Regions from separate parts of the Pan troglodytes genome. Here region 1 is linked to region 2. Evidence: chromatin contacts called from public Hi-C data. All regions are on one chromosome and are shown on one strand. The core of a region is the stretch at or near the end of the contact, and the rest is flanking DNA. Distances in the headings are between cores, read along the strand shown.

Region 1 (5,274 bases), core at 1,006-3,505, 350 kb after region 2:
AAGGTCTTCAGACACTACTTCTAAAACAATCTGGAAACTGGTAGATGGCTCTTCTTTAGTGCTCTAAGCTATAGTAACAAAAATACTGGTTTATATTTTACTTTTGAACACACCAATGTAAGAAGAGCCTCTTCTTTACTCTTCTTTCCAAACTGCTGACAATCTTATTTGGTGCAAGAAATCTATGAGTTATGAAGCCAGACTTACCAGACTACTGAATTCTCGTTCTTAGAATATGTAAAATCTATTGGGTAAGTGGGTTTTGGTTTGTTTTCCAAAAATACACTAGCATTTCGTACTTTGGATACTTGATCTTTGCAAAATTCAGACAAACACTGGCAAAGGAAAATGTTATAAACATCAGATTTTCTTACAGCCTTCAATGAAACCTATGTATAAAACTGTAAAAGTTAAATCATGATGAGTATGGGCCGGTTGATTGGATCTTTTTAACATAATCTAGAAAGTATCTTTCACTGAGTTCTCTTCAAGATAAAACTGTTACACACACCTCACACTCTTGAAGGTCCTCTGTTTAAAGTTGTTGGAACAGATTTCTTTTGATGAAACTACTGAAAGATTATATATATTGAGAGGGATTAAAAATACTAACAAGATGAAAAGCATCAGTTACCAATATAATTCTTTCAGTACAACACCAAATGAAAATTGCAATGCCTAATTAGCACTGAATAGTGTATTTTATTATGATTGTGCAATAAGCTTGATACACTGTTAATCATGTATTAACGTTAAATACCTATACTATAAACGTACTAAAAAAAAAGCTTATCAGTGATTAATGTTGAATACTGAAATTCTCATTGATATTTTGTAAAGGTCAATTTTGGGTATTTAAAAAGTTATAAAAGTGCATTTAACTGGGTAATGTTGGAAAATAAAAATTTAAAAATTTAAGGTAAAGGGGAAAATACGTAAAGCTGTCCTGTGTACTCATATTACGATTAATAACTAAATAAGGTATTCTGGCTCTTTTTAATAATCCAATTGCTAAAAGACCTATGAAGGATATTATGTTAGAAGGTTAAAAATTCTGGTTTTCACTTGTTTATACATGTTTGACCTTTTTGTTCCTTTAGTTAACTAGATTAAAGCACTTAAAACCAAAAATAAAATTACTTTAGATTACCTATGTGAACTTTTTTTGGTTAGCTAATAATTCTTTCTATATTTTGATTGTGGGTATTGTGTGGGAGTGGGGTCATTGAATGGTGTGATATCGATAGAACAAGAAAAAGTATTTTTCTCTATTTTGTTTTTAAATGAAACAAACCAAAGCCTTTTAGTTATTCTAGCAACCCAAAGAAACTCCAAACTTGAATGTATTAGTCTCCTGCCATAATATTGAAAATCCTCTACCTAAAATGTCTTATTTTTGCTAAATCAGGCTAATTCTTAAAATTGCATATTGTCCTATTGTGCCTTCCTGAGACTCAACTTCCTCACTGAAAAAAAAAAAAAAAAAAAAGAGGATAATCTGCATTTCATGGGGATGCTATAAGGATGAAATGTTTTAAAATACAGAAACAACCCAGTGTGATAACCTGACACACAAAAGGTACTTAATTAATCAGTTGACTTCTAGAAAATTCTGCACTATAAAACTTTAAGGTGATTAGAGATGTTTTGAATCTACTTATTGATAAGGCTGTGTACATTTTCACACTTTCCACTCCGTTAAGACTATCAGATTTTATTCCAAGAAAGAGTGCAGGGAAGAAAAAGCAGCAGGCAAAAACTGAAACAGAAAAACAACATGGATGTTGTAGCTCTTACTTTCATTCTCTTATTTTTAAAAATAAACTTGACTTTTCATCCCTCTTGTTACCTATTTTTCAAAGAAATACAAGTTTCCTTAGTCTTTTAGTTTTTAGAAGCCATGTTTAGAGCTAAGCTGATATACTATGTCAAAAGTACACTTAAAACTGGGTATCTTCATTGCTGAACGTTTTACATTACAAGGCGTCAGTCTTTAAAAAAATTTTTTTTAAACCTGAAGATTACTGACAAATAAGCATTCTCTAACAATTATGAATTATTTCACATCATTTTAAGGTTTCACTTGATCAATTTTACATGCAAACATACTTTCTCATTCTTTACTCTTTCCTACTATGTTTCGCATGCCAAAAAAATCCACTAATAGATTATAAACTCTGCTTGCCAGTTCCCTTCTCAACAACCTCCATCCATCCCAGCACCCACCCATTCCCAAAGAGATACCCAGCATTGTTTATGTGGAGTTGGAAACAATACACTCCCCACTGCTGGTTAATTTACATCAGATACAGCCAGGCCCAGGAAGCAAAGTGCCTGTCGTTTTCACCCCTTTTTTCTTCTCCCTTGCTTGCTCATGCCCCCTCACCCCTTTTAATTTAAATTACTCATTTTAACTTAAAAACTTCTGGATGTTTTATTACCTTGGCAGCTTTTTCTCTGGATTGACTAAAAAGGTAAGTTTAAACAGTTTTTGTCAGTTAATATCTCTTCTTTTTTTTATATTTGTATCTGACAACCAGAATCCATAGTGTTAAAACTGCAATGATGATGATGCTGCATTTTACCAGGCTAACTCAGGTTGGGCACAATTTCATTGTTTTTTTGTAACCTAAACATACAAAAAACAAAAATGTTACTTTGCATGCAGTTAAATTGGTTGTTCTCTAATCATCTCTATCTCTATAATCTTTATGTGCTCCTAAGGGATATAAAAAGATTTTATGTTAGGTTTTGTTGTTTTCATTCTTTATTTTTTTAACCATAAAATATTACACATGCAGATACAGTAAGTCATTGTTTCCTTGCCTATATATTTATAGAAAATTACTAAAAATCTAGTATTAAAAATACTATAAAGCCAAAATGCCAGCTTTCCTTTGAAAGCCACATTAACTGTGTCCTAGTCAGTTTTTCTAAATTTCAGATATTTAAAAAGAATTAAATATAACATCTTTAATAACATGTATAAAGCTATTTCAAAGACTGAAATCCTAACTCTCAAATTTCACTAAATTAAATTTTATCTAAAACCAAGTAAGTTAAACATATTCCACTGTACATTAAAAATAAGATATGCAAAGACTCCCCAGTGTGTGTAAATGATACCAATAATTAAGAATCACATTTCGAGCTTTAAAACACTTCTATCTAAAAGAATCCAAAAGTGTGAGTAAATTGCTTTGACTGCTAACATTTACTTTCTGTAGTACTTTCTCTCCCCTTTTCATCCTAGCTCTCACCCCCACACCAACACACATACATAAAATAGATCATTTAGGCCAGTGGTATTTCAGTACATCGCCCCTCCTCCTCCACTTAGACAGTATTGCCTTTTATATCTATGTGGAGGTTCCCATGGCAACACTCACTTACACCAATACTATTTCCAACTGAAATGAGAGAATCCAAAATCTAAATGCTTCATTACTAAATAACATATACCCTAACAAGTAAGAATTGTTTTTCTCATTATCATTATTTTTCAATGTTTTTAGATTTCTGGAATTTCAGCAAAAAAATCATTTTAATATTATAGAAATAAACAGAAAAACAGTCATTGTAGGCAACTATATGTATGCATATCATTACATGAGATTTGTATGTGCTTACTCTTACTGCATAAAATTGATATGCTGAGCCAAGAAACCTCAATTATAATTATGAATAGTAAGTATAATTTTTACTAGTCCAGTTTACTCTATCAAATTTGATTTTTTTTTTTTTTAATGTTGGCTACATAGCTCACAAAAGACCCTGGTGAGAAATTCTAACACAACAAGCCAAGAAGCAATTCATGGACAGCAGGAGGCAATTTCAGAACACAGGCATAATCTATAAAGAGAAACCTCTACAGCTTTTTGATGTTAAATAAGTAGAAATATTAGCATACAACAAAGCTAAGAAGCAGACTGTTGTATCAAGTTTAAAAGTAAAAATTTCAGGGTCAAATGTCATGAGTACCTTTGTCTAGACTACTTTCAAAAGTGAAATTTCCTAATTTTTAAAACCAAAAGGTCTCTTTTGGTAATACTGAAGGGTGCATATATTTAGTTTTAGTACAACACACATTCTCATCAAGTTATTCAAAATATAAGGGAGGGGAGGGTTTTGCTTTTAAGTGGGAACATCAAGGTGGGAGGTCAAACATTTACTTTGAAAACATATACATTTCTTAAAACAGGTTGTGCACATTAAGAAGCCTCAGAAGAGGCAAGAGTATAAAATGAGTAGCACTAAGCTTTTTGCTAAATGATCAAAGCTAAGCATTAAACATCACTCTGCATGGTGAATACATTTTTTAAAAGAATAAAAATCAATAGAATATACACTGAGCTTTATTTATTCTGACAACATATCCTAGCACCTGGATAGCTGTATTAAGTAATTTAATTGTTTCTGCTACAGTTTATTAACTTATATTTATGGGTTCATAAAAATAGAACATGAATACGTATTTTAATGAAAAAAATCACACTTTTATAAAATTTATAATGAGCCTTTTTTTATTGTGCTTTTTACATTATCACTGTTTTAAAATGAGCTGATTCAAAAGACTATAAAGACTCCCTGAAAACCAGTACAGGAAACTCAAGAATTTACTTTCCCAAAAACAGCTTTTAAGACATGAACATGAACTGCCTAATGAATCTCATAGTTAGGCTTGTGAAAAGGACCAACTTGCACCTTTCAGAGGTTTCTCCCTCTTTTTAAAAATTCCCATACAGTAAAACCTGCTGACACTTTTTTTTTTTTTTTTTTTTTACAAGACCCAGGGAGGGGGGTGGAATCTTGCCACATGGTGGGGGGCGGGGATTTGAAATATTTGTGAGAATTTTTATAGGCTGGATTCCCCTCTCCAGTGTTTAGACAAGCAAAAAAAAAAAAAAAAAAAAAGCCAAATGTTAAATGCTTATTTTACTAAATGAAAAATAGCAATCCCCTCCAAATATTTCATTTTCATTTACTTTCGTTTTAATATCAACAACCTAAAAACAAATATTTACAGAGTTTAGAAATCTTTTCAATTCTTTGCAGATACTTAACCTTGATATCAGATGTAGTTTTCAGTCAACTTTAAAAGTAAAATCTTTATATCTTTAACAAAAAATAATATATTTTATAATCCTTTTATCATTAGCAGGTTTGGATGCAATGCCACCTGGTGGCACAGATAAATTCTTAGCTGGACTTAGGTTTTTGGAAACTGAGCTGTTCTATGAAATACTAACCAACTCTTCTGACTACTCTAACCTC
Region 2 (5,432 bases), core at 496-2,995:
CATCGTCTTAGACTGAAAGAGAAGTGGAAAGCCGGAGTGAAGAGGAAACTTTGTCTTTCTTTGGACCCCTTACTTCCTCTACCTTCCTTAACCCTATGGATAGGAAGATGGAGGAGAGAAGCAAAGAGGGAGAAGAATACAGAAAGAGAAAAAGGAGGAGAGAAAAGTAGGAGATAACAGACAAAAAGGTCACGGAAGAGGACTTACCTGTAAAAGCTGGGGCATTGCTAGGGACACAGAAAGGAGGGAGGTGCTGGGCTGCCCTTTGCAGCTGGCTGCCTAGGGCTAGAAGCTCTTCGGGAGGAGGCGGAGAAAGGGGGGTTGAGCATAGAAGGTGCCCACCTCCTGCCCTCAGCAATGTGGGGAATGACTCAGCCCACCCACCTGGCCCCAGCACACTTGCTTGGAGCTCAAAAAGGGTAAGTTTGAAGGAGTTTTATACCAGCTTCTTCCCTGGGAGAGGAGCCAAGAGAGGCCTATGGCAGCTCCCAGATATCAAGTTCAACAACCCCTGCTCCCACCTCCAGCCCTTCATCAGAGCCCCTACTTACTTGCTGTTTTAGGGCATTTTCAGCGACTTCACTCTCTTCTACCTCAAACGCCATCCACTTTTGGAGACAGGTACCACTGCCCCTAGGCAGGGACTTGGGAGAGGACCTTATGAGTCAAACCTCTATGAACCCCAACCTTTTTGTACTCAGGGAGGCTGAATCCCTGCCCAAAATAGCGCGGTGAAAGCTACTGCCTTCTCCCAGGTAGGGGCCTCCAGTACTGCCACAGCAGGGGCCGCATTCCTGGCGCCTCTTCATTCGAAAAATCTCTTTCCAGGAGAATTCGTTGATTCTGAACGAATACTTTAAAATATGGGCAAGGAAAAAAAAAGACAACTCTTAGAAACTCTCCCCACCCAACATACCTGGAGTGCAGGCGAGGTCCAGGCAAACGGGAAAGCGACTTCTTGTACGAATAGCCATCTCAAGATGAAGCCAGGCTGTGGAAAACTTAAGGCCATCTAGATGGGAAGGAGGTATTTAAAAGAAATCAGCACACACTCTTACAGAAGCCAAGGCGGGTCTTTAAATTAAAAAAAAAATAATAAGGTATTTATTTCTTGCCCCTTGGGGAAGAAAAATAGCAAAGTTTGGTTCCCAGGAGTAAGGAGACAGAGGTGGGTAGGGAGAGGGAGGAGAAGAGAGGAAAAGATGGCCCAGCCTCAAGCTCTCCAGTCAACTTGGGGCGGGGGAATACATTTTTCCGTAGCTTGTAAAAAGACTTTTCAGCCAGTTTGAGGTTAGCTGCCAGGGGCAGACACTTGTAATAATGCCGACAGAATTGAGGCTTGTAAGCCGGGCTTCACACTTCTAAAATGCAGTTATGGATTCTTTCATCGGTGTTAGATCAAGGCACCAAGTTAAGAAAACAAAAGTCAAAACAACAATAAAAGAAAAAATCAAAAGCTTATTTAATTACCTAGTCCCGCTGCCCCTGCGGAACTCGCCGCGCGCGTTAAGCTCTCTTTTCTTTCTGCGGCATTCCATTTGCATCCCCTCTGCCTGGGTGTCTCCCTCTCTCAGTGTGTGTGTCTCTCTGTCTGTTTTCACACTCTCCTCCCCAATCGAGCGAGGCCCACACCTGGCGCATCACTGCCGAGCCATTAGCTGCGGGTTTCCTTTCATCTTCGCTGTGGCAGACGTTTCTATTTATCCACTTGCGCTCGCCGAGTGGCGTCACCAGCGGTACTGTAATGACGATTGCAGCAGGAGGATGACAGCTTAGAAAGAAGAGGGCAATGGGGCTTCCTCCCAGAGGCGGTGCGGCACAGAGGAGCGCTCGCTTCACAAGGTGACCCTAGCTCCCCACCGCCACCGCCGCGGTCGCGGTCGCGGTCCAGACCGCGCTCCAGCAGCTCCGCGCCCTCCCAGGCACCCGGCCTCTCTTTCTCCCTCTTGCAACCAAGATCCGTCCGGCCGCTGGAGACCCAGGGAGCCGGGGTTAGGAACTCACTTGGGGCTTTCCCCTCCCCCACCGGAGAGCCCCGGGATGGAGAGCCGAAAGGACATGGTTGTGTTTCTGGATGGGGGTCAGCTTGGCACTCTGGTTGGCAAGAGAGTCTCAAATTTGTCCGAAGCCGTGGGCAGCCCGCTGCCGGAGCCGCCCGAGAAGATGGTGCCCCGTGGTTGCCTGAGCCCTCGGGCCGTCCCTCCGGCCACCCGGGAGCGCGGCGGGGGAGGCCCGGAGGAGGAGCCGGTAGATGGACTCGCAGGCAGCGCGGCGGGGCCGGGCGCCGAGCCCCGGGTAGATGGGGCGGCCATGCTCGGCCCAGGACCCCCGGCCCCCTCAGTCGACAGCGTCTCCGGCCAGGGGCAACCCAGTAGCTCGGACACCGAGTCGGATTTCTATGAAGAAATCGAGGTGAGCTGCACCCCGGACTGCGCCACCGGGAACGCCGAGTACCAGCACAGCAAAGGTAGCCACCGCGCCCCTCCGCTCCCCGGGCCTCCCGCTGCGCCCACCCTTCACTTCGGCGCAGGCCAGGAGGAAGACACTCCCTTCCCCTAAGGCAGGATGGCTGGGGGGACCCACCTGAGCAACTCTCTCTGCTATCTGCGTTCTGGCGGGGGTCTCCTACTGTGTTCTGGCATTGGCGGGACTGAGGGTGACAGCAGTGCCTTGAGTGAGGGGTGCTGAGGGGGCGGATGCAAGTCCTGGACTTGGGGGATTCAAAGCTCACCCCAAGCACCCAGTGTTTCAACTGCTCGGGGAATGCTTCAATTGCTCGGGGAAGACACTTTCCCCAGGCGAGGGCAAGATCAAACGCCGATCCGGGCAGTTTGTGGCTGGCGGGGTGTAAGAGGCATGGAGGCGCGGAAGCCAGGAGTCCATAAAGGACCGTAAAATTGCGGCCCACTTGGGCAGCCCGGGTGCTGCAGCCCTCCGACCAGTTTGCACGTCGGTCAGAGGTCCAAATTACCTTGTCACTTCCCGGGCTTCGCGGCGCCAGGTCGGAAATGGTCCCAATGGTCTAATTGCCTTTGGTCTCCGGTTGCATTTGAAAAGGCAGAGATCGGGTCCTCCCCCCTTCCCCTTTCCTTCCTAGTCCCACTTCTCCACCCAAAGGAAAAGGAGCTGCAGGGGGCTGGAGCCCCACCCTTCTCAGAGGTAGGCCCAAAGGGGGGCTGGTTTAACTGGAGAACCCCTCCCCACCAAAGGCTAATGGGAAGGGGGTGGATAGCCCGGAAGGGAGTTTCCCTCTGTGCCAACAATCACCTCCCCAGAAGGGGGTAGAAAACTGGGCGCGGGTTGGTGGGGGGGAGGAGAGGGGAGCCCACCAGCAGACACTCCTCCACAGAACTGTAGGAGTGAGTGGAAAGAGCCTGGGGGGGGGGGAAGAAAGACCACCCCCTGGCCTTGGCAGCCAACGCCTTGTTGAATACCTGCACCTACCCCTTACTATCTTATCACCGATTTCACCCAGCCTCCTTCCCATAACCCTCAGAACAACCTGGACTCCACTCACATATACTAAGGTAATAAATAAGATACTCAACATGCATTCTCACTCCAGCCCTGCAATACACGGAACCTAGTACACATTCCCACACCTGTTCTGGCAGCCTGTCACACATAAGAGCAAGGAAACTCTGAATGCCCAGCATACTACAACGCACTTGACCCAGAGTTTACAACCCTCTAGCACAAAGGTGCATCTCAACTCATGTGCCTGTCAGAAGTGCACACCCTTGCCCACCCCTGCCAACGGGAGGCAGAAAGCTCACCTATGCTCCAGGGCAGGTGGGAAGGGCGGCTGGGAACCCCTGTACCCAGGATGCCTTAGAGGAAGGGAAGGCCTCCCCAAAGACCTCTACCTACCCAATCAAGGGCAGGCCCTTATTTTCCCTTCTTGGGTTCCCCAGAGGCCGCAGTACCCTAGCAGAAACAGTTACTGAGGTGGCTGACAGGGTGTCCCTTCCCAAATCACCCTCCCACCTTAGGCCTACAGCCCCACTTCAATGGCGTTTGTGTGTCTGTGTCTGTACACGCCTGTGCTCTGGACTCGCTGTGCAGGGTCCGGCTCCGAGGCGCTGGTCGGCAGTCCGAACGGAGGGAGCGAGACCCCCAAGAGCAACGGCGGCAGTGGTGGGGGCGGCTCGCAAGGCACCCTGGCGTGCAGCGCCAGTGACCAGATGCGTCGTTACCGCACCGCCTTCACCCGAGAGCAGATTGCGCGGCTGGAGAAGGAATTCTACCGGGAGAACTACGTATCCAGGCCGCGGAGATGTGAGCTGGCGGCCGCCCTAAACCTGCCGGAAACCACCATCAAGGTATGCGGGGTCCAGGCTGGGGAGGCGGGTGTGCACCTATTTAGCGGGAAGTAAATGCCAACTGCCAACTCCCTAAAACGCAGGCCAGGAATCTGGGCCTGGGGTCTCCCTGCCCGGCGCGTGCAGATTGACCCTCGTGACAGCTCCTAGGCAGGCATTGCTGCCTTGTGGCTGACTCTGTACATTTCCTAGTTAAATAGACTAGGGGTGGGCGTGGGGGAAGGGGATAGAGTGCCTGTGCGGGTGACAAGGAAGTTTCTGGGGACACGCTCTCTGCGGCCGCAGACCAATTGAGTCCATGTCCTTTCACTGCTCCTCCCATACACACACTGGCCTCTGGCACCCCGGGGGCCTGGCCACCTGGGCAGAAGGAAGGAGGGAGCGGGCTGGAGTCACTCCCCAAACCTCTCTCGGAGGGATTCCAGCTCCAGGTGGTGGTGGTGGCGTCGGTCTCTACCCGGCTGGTGTCTGCTTTGGCTGTTCCTGCCCTGCGAACACTGTCCCCGGAGCGGGACCAGACTACTGGCCTCTGAGCATCGGGCCAAGTCCAGCTACTGAACCTGCTCCGCTCCTCTCCCCAGGTGTGGTTCCAGAACCGGCGCATGAAGGACAAGCGGCAGCGCCTGGCCATGACGTGGCCCCACCCGGCGGACCCCGCCTTCTACACTTACATGATGAGCCATGCGGCGGCCGCGGGCGGCCTGCCCTACCCCTTCCCATCGCACCTGCCCCTGCCCTACTACTCGCCGGTGGGCCTGGGCGCCGCATCCGCCGCCTCCGCCGCCGCCTCGCCCTTCAGCGGCCCGCTGCGCCCGCTCGACACGTTCCGCGTGCTGTCGCAGCCCTACCCGCGGCCCGAACTGCTGTGCGCCTTCCGCCACCCGCCGCTCTACCCCGGGCCCGCGCACGGACTGGGCGCCTCTGCCGGCGGCCCCTGCTCCTGCCTCGCCTGTCACAGCGGCCCGGCCAACGGGCTGGCGCCCCGGGCTGCCGCCGCCTCGGACTTCACCTGTGCCTCCACCTCCCGCTCGGACTCCTTCCTCACCTTCGCGCCCTCGGTGCTCAGCAAGGCCTCCTCCGTCGCGCTAGACCAGAGGGAGGAGGTGCCCC

Evidence for each region. Hi-C and Micro-C count contacts between places; a contact is called where the count stands out from the background.
Region 1: a Hi-C map of induced pluripotent stem cells shows a contact between it and region 2, with 2.0 times the contacts expected there. The contact joins the enhancer-like site here to the promoter of EVX1 in region 2. A contact is called at or near these places in 2 of 7 Hi-C or Micro-C datasets (induced pluripotent stem cells and stem cell-derived neural progenitor cells) and 1 of 1 datasets of contacts at active chromatin or transcription factors (stem cell-derived excitatory neurons).

What each region holds. Positions count from the first base shown.
Region 1 is chr6:33,397,891-33,403,164 of NHGRI_mPanTro3-v2.0_pri, forward strand. All of the region lies in intron 4 of HIBADH (3-hydroxyisobutyrate dehydrogenase), which reads right to left. Among named protein-coding and RNA genes, the nearest start is that of HIBADH, 140 kb to the right of the region's middle. Within about 2 kb of position 2,256, at least 3 of the 24 cell types and tissues checked have an H3K27ac peak or open chromatin away from gene starts, as enhancers often do. A contact at or near this core is called in induced pluripotent stem cells and stem cell-derived neural progenitor cells, where this site is marked.
Region 2 is chr6:33,045,098-33,050,529 of NHGRI_mPanTro3-v2.0_pri, forward strand. It overlaps EVX1 (even-skipped homeobox 1), which reads left to right and starts at 1,746. Exons shown (of 3, transcript XM_009452825.4): 1 at 1,746-2,467; 2 at 4,066-4,322; 3 at 4,904-5,432. The coding sequence starts at 2,041. It overlaps LOC104007140 (a long non-coding RNA gene), which reads right to left. Exons shown (of 3, transcript XR_001719151.4): 2 at 1,471-1,739; 3 at 1-1,012.